Linked DNA regions of Sus scrofa: region 2 is linked to region 1. A link is a contact called in public Hi-C data. All regions are on one chromosome and are shown on one strand. Each heading gives the region's core, a stretch centred on a gene start, on an enhancer-like site or on the middle of the called end of the contact. The rest is flanking DNA. Distances are from core to core; before and after follow the strand shown. Region 1 has its middle 34 kb from the start of GLRX5. Region 2 has its middle 13 kb from the start of TCL1B.

Region 1 (4,838 bases), core at 1,402-3,901:
TGCTGGGTCCTGTCTGCTGTTAAACCCATTCAACATGTTCTAAAAAAATTTTTTTTTCCTTTTGTTTAGGGCCACACCCATGACATATAGAGGTTTCCAGGCTAGGGGTCAATTTGGAACTACAGCTGCCTACCTACAACACAGCCACAGAAACTTGGAATCCAAGCCACATTCTGTGACCTATACCACAGCTCAGGGCAACACCAGATCCCCGACCCACTAAGTGAGGCCAGGGATCAAACCCACATCCTCATGGATACTAGTCAAATTTGTGCCACAATGGGAACTCCTGTTCTCAATTTTAGATAATGTGTTTCTTAGTTTTAGAATGCTATTTAGTTTTTTTCATAGATTCCAAATTCTTTTTTTTTTTCTTTTTTTTGGCTGCCCTATGGCATATGGAGTTCCCAGGCCAAGGATCAGATCCAAGCTGCAGTTGTGACCTAAGATGCAGCTGTGGCAACACTGGATCTTTAACCCACTGTGCCAGGCTCAGATGCAACTGGCATCCCAGTGCTCCCAAGATACCACCAATTTTGCTGTGCCACAGTGGGAACTCCATAGATCTTCCAAATTCCTGATTAAAATCCCCCATTTTCATCTTTTGTGCATCATTTCCTTTTTTTTTAGTGTATTAATTATAATTATTCAAAAATTCTTGTTGGCTAACTCTAAAGTTTATGTCATCTATGGGTCTGCTTCTATTGGCTATTTTTTTCTTCTGGTTACAAGTAATGTTTTCTTCCTCTTTGATGGCGTGTGTGTGTGTGTGTGTGTGTGTGTGTGTGTGTGTGTGGCGCGCGCTGGCCCTTTTGTAGAAAAGAGCCACCAAAATTACACATGCTGTCATTTCCCACCAGAAGGCCTTCCTCTATCCTCGGCAGTTGAGTAGGATTGCAGCTGGTATGCAGTTTAGTTAGAATTGGTTAACCTCTGGTTGATACCTGGTCTTTGAGCACAGCTCTCCTGGAACCTGCAGGTTCTCTGTCCCCTCAGATCTATGAACAGCTCTGCCCTCTCCAGAACTTTAGCTCACCTTGTCCTTTTGTTGATTCCACAGTTTTCTAATAGCCTTAAAATATACATTTTGTGGTTGTCTCATTTTCCCCCAAATTGTTGCAGCAGGAACCTAGGCTTCTGTGACTAACTTCTACAGAAGCTGAAATTGGAAGAACCATATTTGTTGCTGTTGTTCATTGCTGTTTTCTCAGCACCTTGCAGAATATTTAGCACATGTTAGATGCTCAATAATTACTTGTTGAATTGAACTGAATTTTGTTTGCGTTTTGGGGCCTGTGAAATATCTTCATTCAACTTCACATGGCACAGAAGATTATTTCCCACCCTTCAGTTTACTGGGGTATAATGACAAATAAAATTGTAGGTAAAGTGTAAGAGTTCCTGTCATGGCTCAGCAGAAACAAATCTGACTCATATCCATGAGGATGCATGTTGATCCCTGGCCTCGCTCAGTGGGTTAAGGATCTGGCATTGCCATGAGCTGTGGTGTAGGTCCCAGATGTGGCTCAGATCCTGACTTGCTGTGGCTGTGGTGTAAGCCGGCAGCTACAGCTCTGATTTGACCCCTAGCCTGGGAGCCTCCATTTGCAGTGCATGTGGCCCTAAAAAGACAAAAGTAAATAAATAAAATGGGTTAATCACATTCTCTACCTTGTGCAGCTACTGTGAGGATGAAATGAGTTAATATCACGTACAAGTAACAGCAACGTATCTCTCTCATCTTTCATGTTTTTCTTTTTTTTCCCTTTTCCAAACTTTTCTTGGATATTCTTTCTCGCTTCTTCTTGCTGACGCACTTTATTTATTTATTTATTTTTAAATTTATTTTTTTCCTTTTTTTATTACTCAAATGAATTTATCACATCTGTAGTTGTATAATGATCATAATCTGATTTCACAGGATTTACATCCCACAGCCCAGGCACATCCCCCACCCCCCAAACTGTCTCCTCCGGAGACCAGAAGTTTCTCAATGCCTGTGAGTCAGCATCTGTTCTGCAAAGAAGTTCAGTCTGTCCTTTTTTCAGATTCCACATGGCTGACGCACTTTAGAATCATTTTGTCAACAGATTCCCTTTCAAACATTTGCTCACCTGCCCAGATTCAAAGCATTGAAAAATAGCAGCAATTCTAGCCCTTCCCCAGCTCTGCGAGACATAGATTCCTCCTGGCAGAAAGGTTTTCTCATCCAGTTCCTGGGAGCCGGTGTCCCTGGCCTCACCTCCATGGGCAGTTTTATTTGTCCTTTCAGTTGGTTGTGCAAAGAGCTTGGGCTGATGGTCAAATCCAAGTTGCACTGCTTGTCAGCTGTGTGACCTTGGGCAAGTCGGTCAAGTTCTTGTTGCCTCATCAAAGGGCAGAGACCTATTTCCCTCTGGGCTGTTGTAGGGTCACATGAGGTGGTCAATATCAGGAGCCCAGGCCTGGGGGGACTACCCTTTTTCTGCTTCCTTTTGAGCACCCACTCTGTGCTCCGTCGTTGTCCAAATAATGTTATCCAGCCTTTGTCTATCTCTGGGTAGACGAATGTGAGTTTGATTTATCACATTTGATTTTTCTCTCCTTTGCTACAGACGGGCAACTAGCCCACCTGGCTTCCCCAGGGAGCTGACCTCATGTAGACTCCTCTTCATGGACCAAGGCCAAGGCTCAGGGCCAGGCATGGAGACTGGCCGGGAGCAGATGCAGGACAGGGGTGAGGCTGGGCAAGGTGTCTCTTGGCTACCCCAGCTGGCACCCCTGTGCACGCTGACCTTGGGGACGAGGGGGTGAGCCTCCCACTGGCAATGGCAGGGCGGGAGCAGCACCCTGAGCAGGAGCCTGGCCCACCCCGGCCCAGCAGCCCCATCCCAACAGCCCATCCTAGCAGCTCCCGGAAATGACCTTAATTCGATGGCAGGGAGAACTGCTGACACATACGGTGACATCCCTCTGGGCAGGTGCAAAGGCAGAGAGCTTTTCTCTTTTCTCAGGGCTTAATATTTCTCTCCTGAGTGCAGGACTCAAACCCTGGAGGCAGAAAAGCACGTGTCCCAGCTTCCTGGACATTTAGATTTAGATTCCAATTTCAAGAGGTCCAGTCCTTCCGTTTGTCTTTATTTCTCAATAAATAGACATGGTTTGTTCCTCCAAAGACGGTCTGAGCAGTGCAGAGGTTGGCAGACTCTCTCTGTGAAGGGCCAGGGAGGAAACACTTTAACGTGGGGGTCAGGGGGCTGCTGTCGCCAGAGATAGCAATGAACAGATGTGACCGTGTTCCCATAATACTTTATTTGAGGACACTGCAATTTGAATTTTATTCTATTTTTTATTTTTTTGTGGAAAATTCCCAGGCCGGGGAATCACACCTGAGTCACAGCGGTGACAACGCTGAATCCTTAACCACTGGGCCACCAGGGAACTCCTGGAATGTGAATTTTAGAACATTTTTACTTGTCATGAAATATTATTCTTAAAAATTTTTCCCCACATTAGAAAAAGTGAAAACTGGAGTTCCCATTGCGGCTGAGCAGGTTAAGAACTTGACTAGTATCCATGAGGATGCGGGTGTGATCCCTGGCCTCACACAGTGGGTTACAGATCTGGCGTTGCCGTGAGCTGTAGCACAGGTCAAAGATGTGGCTCGGATGTGGCATCATCATGGATGTGGTGTAGGCTGACAGCTGCAGCTCTGATTTGACCCCCAGCCTGGGGCTTCCATGCTGCAGGTGTAGCCCTTAAAAAAAAAAAAAAAAAAAAAAAAAAAAAAAAGAAGAAAGAAAGAAAAGAAAAGAAAAAGAAAGAAAATGTGAAAAGCATTCTTAGCTTGGCGTCGTCTCCTTCTCAGACTCCATCAGGGGTGTCCCTACTTCCACCCACAATACACAACTGCCTGCTTCTCCCTAGCGGTCACTCACTGTCCCCAGGATGGAGCGCCTTCCCTGGCACTCAAGGCCTTTCAGGTCCAGCCCTGCAGCCTTTTCACCTCCCTGTCTGGCTCTCTCCTCCAGCCACACTGACCCCCTTCAGCTCCTGTATAGGAAGGACCTTCTCCCGCCTCTAGGCCTTCCCCAGGGGTTGGTCCCTCGGCCCCAGTGCTCTTGAAATAGAGCTTTAACTAAAGAACACCCCCCTCCGCCCCTTGGCTAAGAAGGAAGCTGCAAGCCTTTCCAGCTATGCTCCCCACTATGCCACCCTTCTTGTAATAATGTAACAACTGTGTGCTCTCTGTCCAAGCCAGCAGCCCTGCTAATCAGGTACCCAGCATTGCTTACCAGTTCCGCTTCTGTAACCTTGCTGGCTCAGTTTCTTAGGGAGGAACACTGCTGCTTGGGGATGGGGGAGGCCCGGGATGCTTACATGGGAAAATCAAGATCTTGCAGTGTATAAAAGTTACTGAGAACGAAGACCTGGTGCTCAGACTCTGGAGGTGACTCCTCTGAGCCCGCACCGGTGCTGAACAAACCTTGCTTTTCCATATCTCCGAGTGCTGTTTGTCTCCTTCCACTGCCACGGTTTCTGCGTTTCTGCAACACTCTGATCCTCACCTGGCCTGTCTCCCCCCCCACCCCCACCCCCAACCCAGATTTCATCAGCAAGTCCCTTTCTCGAAGGCTTCTTCCTCATTCCCGGTTGGGTTAGCCCCACCACGCATCTCCAGACGTCCCTGGACCTCCTTCCTGCCACTGACACCCTTGGAATTGTTTCCTTGCTACCCTGCCCTGCACGAGAATAGGGGCCTGTTGAGGGCAAAGCTATGTCTGTCATGCTCCTAGCTGAGGGGTACACAGCAGAGCCTCACCGTTCCCTGGAAGAAAGGCGGTTTCCCTGGTGTTCCC
Region 2 (5,151 bases), core at 641-3,140, 78 kb after region 1:
CTTTTGTTTCCTTCCAGCCACCGACTCTTCCGGTTTTTAAAACCCAGTAGAGCTCATACTACAATCAGCTTAAAAAATCTTTTGTTCACAACTCTTCCCTTGAATTTCCCGAAGGCAAATGCTCCTGCTGGCAGCCCCCTGCCTAAGTCGGCTCCTCAGGGGGCATCTGGGAAGGAGCCTGACCCCTAGCCAGCTGTGAGAGTTTCCTACGGCCAGGGTAACAAATTACAGCTACTGGCCCCTTCAAAACCACGGGTTTATTGTCTTAGGTCTGGAAGTCAGAGGTAGAAAATGGATTTCAAAGGGTTTAAGCCAACATAGGGCCATGTTCCCCCGGAGGTCTCTGGGGAAGAGTCCACTTCTTTCCCTTTTCCAGCTTTTAGTGCTGTGTTCTGAGGCTCGTGGTGCCTCCTTCGTGTTCAAGACCAGCAACTTGGCATCTCCAAATCCCCCCCTGCCTCCATCATCCGTAGTCAGGTCTCCCTCTTATAAGGACACTTGGTGATAGCATTTAGGGGCCGCCTGGATAATCCAGGATGATATTTCCTTCTCAAGATCCCAAACTTCATTATATCTTCAAGGTTCATTTTGCCCTGAGGTCAAGGTAAGACTCACATGTCCTGGGCACTAGATCCTGGCTATTTCTGGGTGTATCACTCAGCCACCCATCAGCCCTGGGGTCTAGTCTGGAACCATGAGGCTGGCAAGTATGACCTCAGCCAGCAGCTCTCAGTCCCTCTTGACTGTGTCCCCGGTGTTTGTGGCTGGAGTGACTGTCCCCTTGCTGACTATGCTGCCAGATTGCAGGCTACTGCAGGGCGAGGCCACTGACCTGACCTCATCTCACCTTCAGATCTAGGAAAGGGCTTTGAGCCTTGTGAGTAGATGCCGTATTTGTTAAATAAATAAATGATCATATGATTGATAGGAACAGCAGATGCAGAGAATAAATAAGACAGTGGCTAGGGTTCCAGAGTTTTTAGTCTAAAAGCCAGCTGGACACTAGCCAGTGGCTGAGAGATGCGTGAGAAAGCTGTTGGCACTTGTGAGGGCTGACCGACTAGGTCAGGGCTGCACTGGACAAGTTGTTCCATGCCCACACCTGCAGCCAGCGCGGTGGCAATGAGTGGGAGCTGCTGCAGCTCCTCCAGCCGAACTAACCTCCAGATGTGCTTTAACCTACAATTCTCCGCTCCGCATCTCTCGGGTGGTTCTAACCCGGAACTATGCAGGAAAGGGAATTCTGGGAAATAAGCGACAACAGCACAAATCCACCAGAATCATTGTCCTCCCTGGTTTCAGGCTGGAGAAAGGAACCACCTCAGGGCTCCCCTGAGTCCCCGTGGCCACACTGCTGGACCTCAAGTCTTCTGTTTGCTGCATCTCCGGGACTTTACTGCGGTTGAAACAAATCATTATTCTATATTTGCTTAAAACCACTCCATTCTTATTTGCAAAACAAATATTTGTATGGAAAAAAAAATGCCTTTTGTCATGTTCCGTAGGCTCCTGTGGGGCAGGTTGAGTTGATTCCAGCTGAACGTGGGAGGTTTGTGAATACCGAATCACCAGGAAGGTGGAGTGGACTCCACCGCCTCTGACAAATTGTGTTTTCCACTTAAAGTAAACAAACATGTTTTTCTACCACCATCGTTTTGACAAATGCGGTTTCCAGTCTCAGGTTAGAAGTCAACAGCCCTTGGGGCCATGGCATCAAGCCCTTCCCTGTTACTGGAAAGGGCTTTGTCCCTCTTGGCAAGTAGACGGGGACACTTGATTCTGTGATGACACAAGACACAGAACAAGTGGAAACGAACTTAAAGCTTAGGCTCCCAGCGAGGCTGGCTTTCCTTTTCTGTCTCACAGGATGTAAGCCCAGCGCAGGGCAGTCACCCAGCCACCTGTGCCAATCATCCCCCGTCCTTTCCAAGTTTTTAATGATGCTCCCAGCCGAGGTCTGTATCATTTCCAGCCAAGAATGAGTTATAGCAGTTGCGGCATCTAATTTTCTGTTTCCATTCTAGTTACTTTACTCTCACGTGCTTGCCGGCTCCACCTGCCCATTTAGGCAGATGCCTGTCTGCCTTCCATTATGGCCGTATAACAAGAAAGACAACAGTCAAACTAAAAATACGCCAGAATCTTTACGATTCAGTGGAGCATCTGCTAAGTGCTTTTCTCTCCCAGGCGCTCCTTCTAATGATTCAAATGAAGTGGTAGCCTTATTCCCCTTATACAAATGACAAATTCAAGATCAGAATGGTTAAGGATTTGTTCAACAGTAACTTGGCATTTAGGCATCAGAGGTGGAGTTAAGACTCAGGACTGCTTCTCTCCCCAGACACAACCAGCCCTTCCACACTCCCCTGACACGTTTGTAACTGCAGATGGAGAAGAAAGACTCTCCTAGACCCAGGTGAGCTGAGCGGAGAGGAGGCTTAATGAGAAGCCCCTTTACAGAGGAAAAAACTGAAGCCCAGATAAGGATTGCCATGTCCAAGATCACATAGACAGGTGACTGGCTTCCGCTTCAGTGCCCTTTCTGTATCCACTCTGCTCATTTTCTATTTTTGTTTTCTTTTTAGGGCTGTACCTGCGGCATATGCGTATCCCCGGGCCAGGGATCAAATTGAAGCTGCAGCTACCGGGCTACGCTGTAGCCACAGCAACACTGGATACCAGCCGAATCTGCAAACTACACTGCAGCTTGTGGCAACGCGGGATCCTTAACTCACTGAGCAAGGCCAGGTGTCGAACCTGTATCCTCATGGATACTCGTGGGATTCATTTTCTCTGTGCCACAGCAGGAACGCCCAGAGCCAGATTTGAATTCGGGTCCTGCCTGACTCCACATTCACACGGGCGATGGGGCTCTGAGTGACACCCAGAGGGAGACTGGGCTGAGGGGCCCTGGTGAACACATGGGGTGGTAAGACCTGGAGAGCTGAGCTGCCTGAGGTCCCCAGAATGTCCCCACTAGGCCACCCCTCCAGGCCCAGCAGATGATCTCCCCAGATGTGGAGCTTCCTGCAGGTGAAGGGAAAGAAAATAGACTCTGCTCGAAGCAACACCCCACTCAGGGAAGCGCCTCCTGGGGTCCCCGGCTACGAGAGCAAAGCTCAGGCTTCCACCTCTAGGTCTCCCCCTAGCGGCGAGGGAGTTACTGTCATAGGCCCGGGATGGTGGGTAGATTCAGTTCAGCTCTACAGTCCCTTCCCTGGCCGTCCCCTCCAGTGCACAGAGCCAGCAGGATGCAGGGAGGCAGGGCTAAAACCTAGGGGGCCCCTCTTACCACACCTCTGCTATCACGCCCCCGTGTGGCCTGGAACCGGGCCCAGGCACTTCACCTGCAGTCTCTTTTAACCTCAGAGCAACCTTGCCAGGGAGGCCTTACTACTGTCCTTGTGATCCAGACGAGGAAACTGAGTTGGACCCGCGGCTCAGAGAGGTTGAGTGACTCACCCATGGTCACACAGCTAGAGAATGGCGGGACCAAGGTCCGAGTTGGTTCTGCTTTCACCAGTGCCACCCACGCTCTTGCGCTCTGATCCTAACGACTGTGTTTGATCTATTTGATCAGAGGGAATTGGAGAATTCTCCAAAGATTTTCACTTTCTGTCATCTCTCTAATGCTCAGGCTCAGACGGGGGAGTGACTAGGCCAAGGTCCACTGTGAATCAGGGACAGGCCTCCAGACCTCTGCTCTGTCCCGCTGTCCAACTCCCATCAGTCATTCCCTGACCAGAGAGGACCCCCCCCCCCCCCGCCTGCCCCAACCGCAGTTCCAGAAGGGTGTGGCGACTCTAGTTAACCCAAGCCTTGCCGGGAACCTCCGAGGTGCCGAACCCACTTGTGATGCTGGGAGGTGGGGTGTGGCCGGCCAAGGCCCATCTAGGGGGACACGTGTTTCCCATTCTGAGACTTGCTTTCCTCAGCTACCAAGGGGGCAGTGCCAGTTTGGTGACGATATAATGAGATATTGGATATAAAACATTTAGATCCGAGTCTGGCCTGTAAGAAGCGCTGGATAGATGGACAGTGTAATATTATCGCACAGTGTGACATGACCACACAATCTGGAACAATGTGTGTATAAAATTGCTAGCTTGATTGTTAGCCACGCTCAGCCCCTCATTTTTGACCTGGCTCATACCGATGCTGGGTCAGCACTAGGGGATACACGCTGATCAAGACAGCTCTCAGGGAGTTCCCGCTGTGTCACGATGGGATCGGCTGTGTCTCTGGAGCACCGGGGCACAGGTTCAATCCCTGGCCCAGCCCAGCACGGTGATTAAGGATCTGATGTAGCCACAGCAGCGGCTCAGATGAGATCCCTAGCCCAGGAATGACATGTGCCATGAGGTGGCCAAAAAAAAAAAAAAAAAAAAAAGAAAAGTTCTCTGTTTTACAGAGGGGACTGAGGGACAGGAAGGGAGAAGGCCCAAGGTCTGACCCAGGGGTCTGCAGGCTCCAGATCCAGCACTCCCACTGCTGTCTGGGCAGCACAGGCCCCATTTTGGGGGTGACAGGCAGGAGCGCACCTGTCTACTCCCTTGGCATCTTGGCACAGCCCTGCTGGCTCTGCTCCCCCAGAACAGGGTGGCAGACTTGAAGGCTGGGAGAGGAGAGGGATTGTCTGAGGCCTGTGTGGCGAGCTGCCTGATGCCTGGGGCTCTGGCCTGGGCCAGGGAGAGGACCCGGTTCACACCCAGGAGCCCGTGAGCCACCTTGGAGATGCCCCTGCTGGGCAGCATGCTCAGGGCTGCTGGTTGAGGCCAACCACCTCCTCTCATCCTGTTGGGGTTCACCTAGAACCTGCGACCTCATTCCAGGGACGAGAGACCCCTGGGGACCCCAGGTCACTCTTCCTCTCAATCTGCTCATTCCGAGTTTTTTTTGGGGTGGGGGGGTCATAAAACCTTGATTGTTTAATACTTTAATTTGCTAATACTTGGATAATTTAATGTATTCCCCCCTTTTGTTTTCTTTTTACAGCTGCACCTGCAGCATATGGAAGTTCTTGGGCCTGGAGCCGAATCAGAGCTGCAGGCAAGGCTTGAGCCATTGCCACAGCAACACCAGATCTGAGCCACATCTGCGACCTACACAGCAGCTTGCAGCAGTGCTGGCTCTGTAACCCACCGAGCGAGG

What was found. A called contact is a pair of places that touch in the nucleus more often than the background predicts.
Region 2: a contact with region 1 is called in a Hi-C map of liver, with 5 times the contacts expected there. The contact joins two enhancer-like sites. A contact is called at or near these places in 5 of 47 Hi-C or Micro-C datasets (embryonic fibroblasts, epiblast stem cells, liver and 1 more).

What each region holds. Positions count from the first base shown.
Region 1 is chr7:116,818,735-116,823,572 of Sscrofa11.1, forward strand. No RefSeq gene overlaps it. Among named protein-coding and RNA genes, the nearest start is that of GLRX5, 34 kb to the left of the region's middle. Within about 2 kb of position 2,652, at least 6 of the 83 cell types and tissues checked have an H3K27ac peak or open chromatin away from gene starts, as enhancers often do. A contact at or near this core is called in liver, where this site is marked.
Region 2 is chr7:116,897,026-116,902,176 of Sscrofa11.1, forward strand. No RefSeq gene overlaps it. Among named protein-coding and RNA genes, the nearest start is that of TCL1B, 13 kb to the right of the region's middle. Within about 2 kb of position 1,891, at least 2 of the 83 cell types and tissues checked have an H3K27ac peak or open chromatin away from gene starts, as enhancers often do. A contact at or near this core is called in liver, where this site is marked.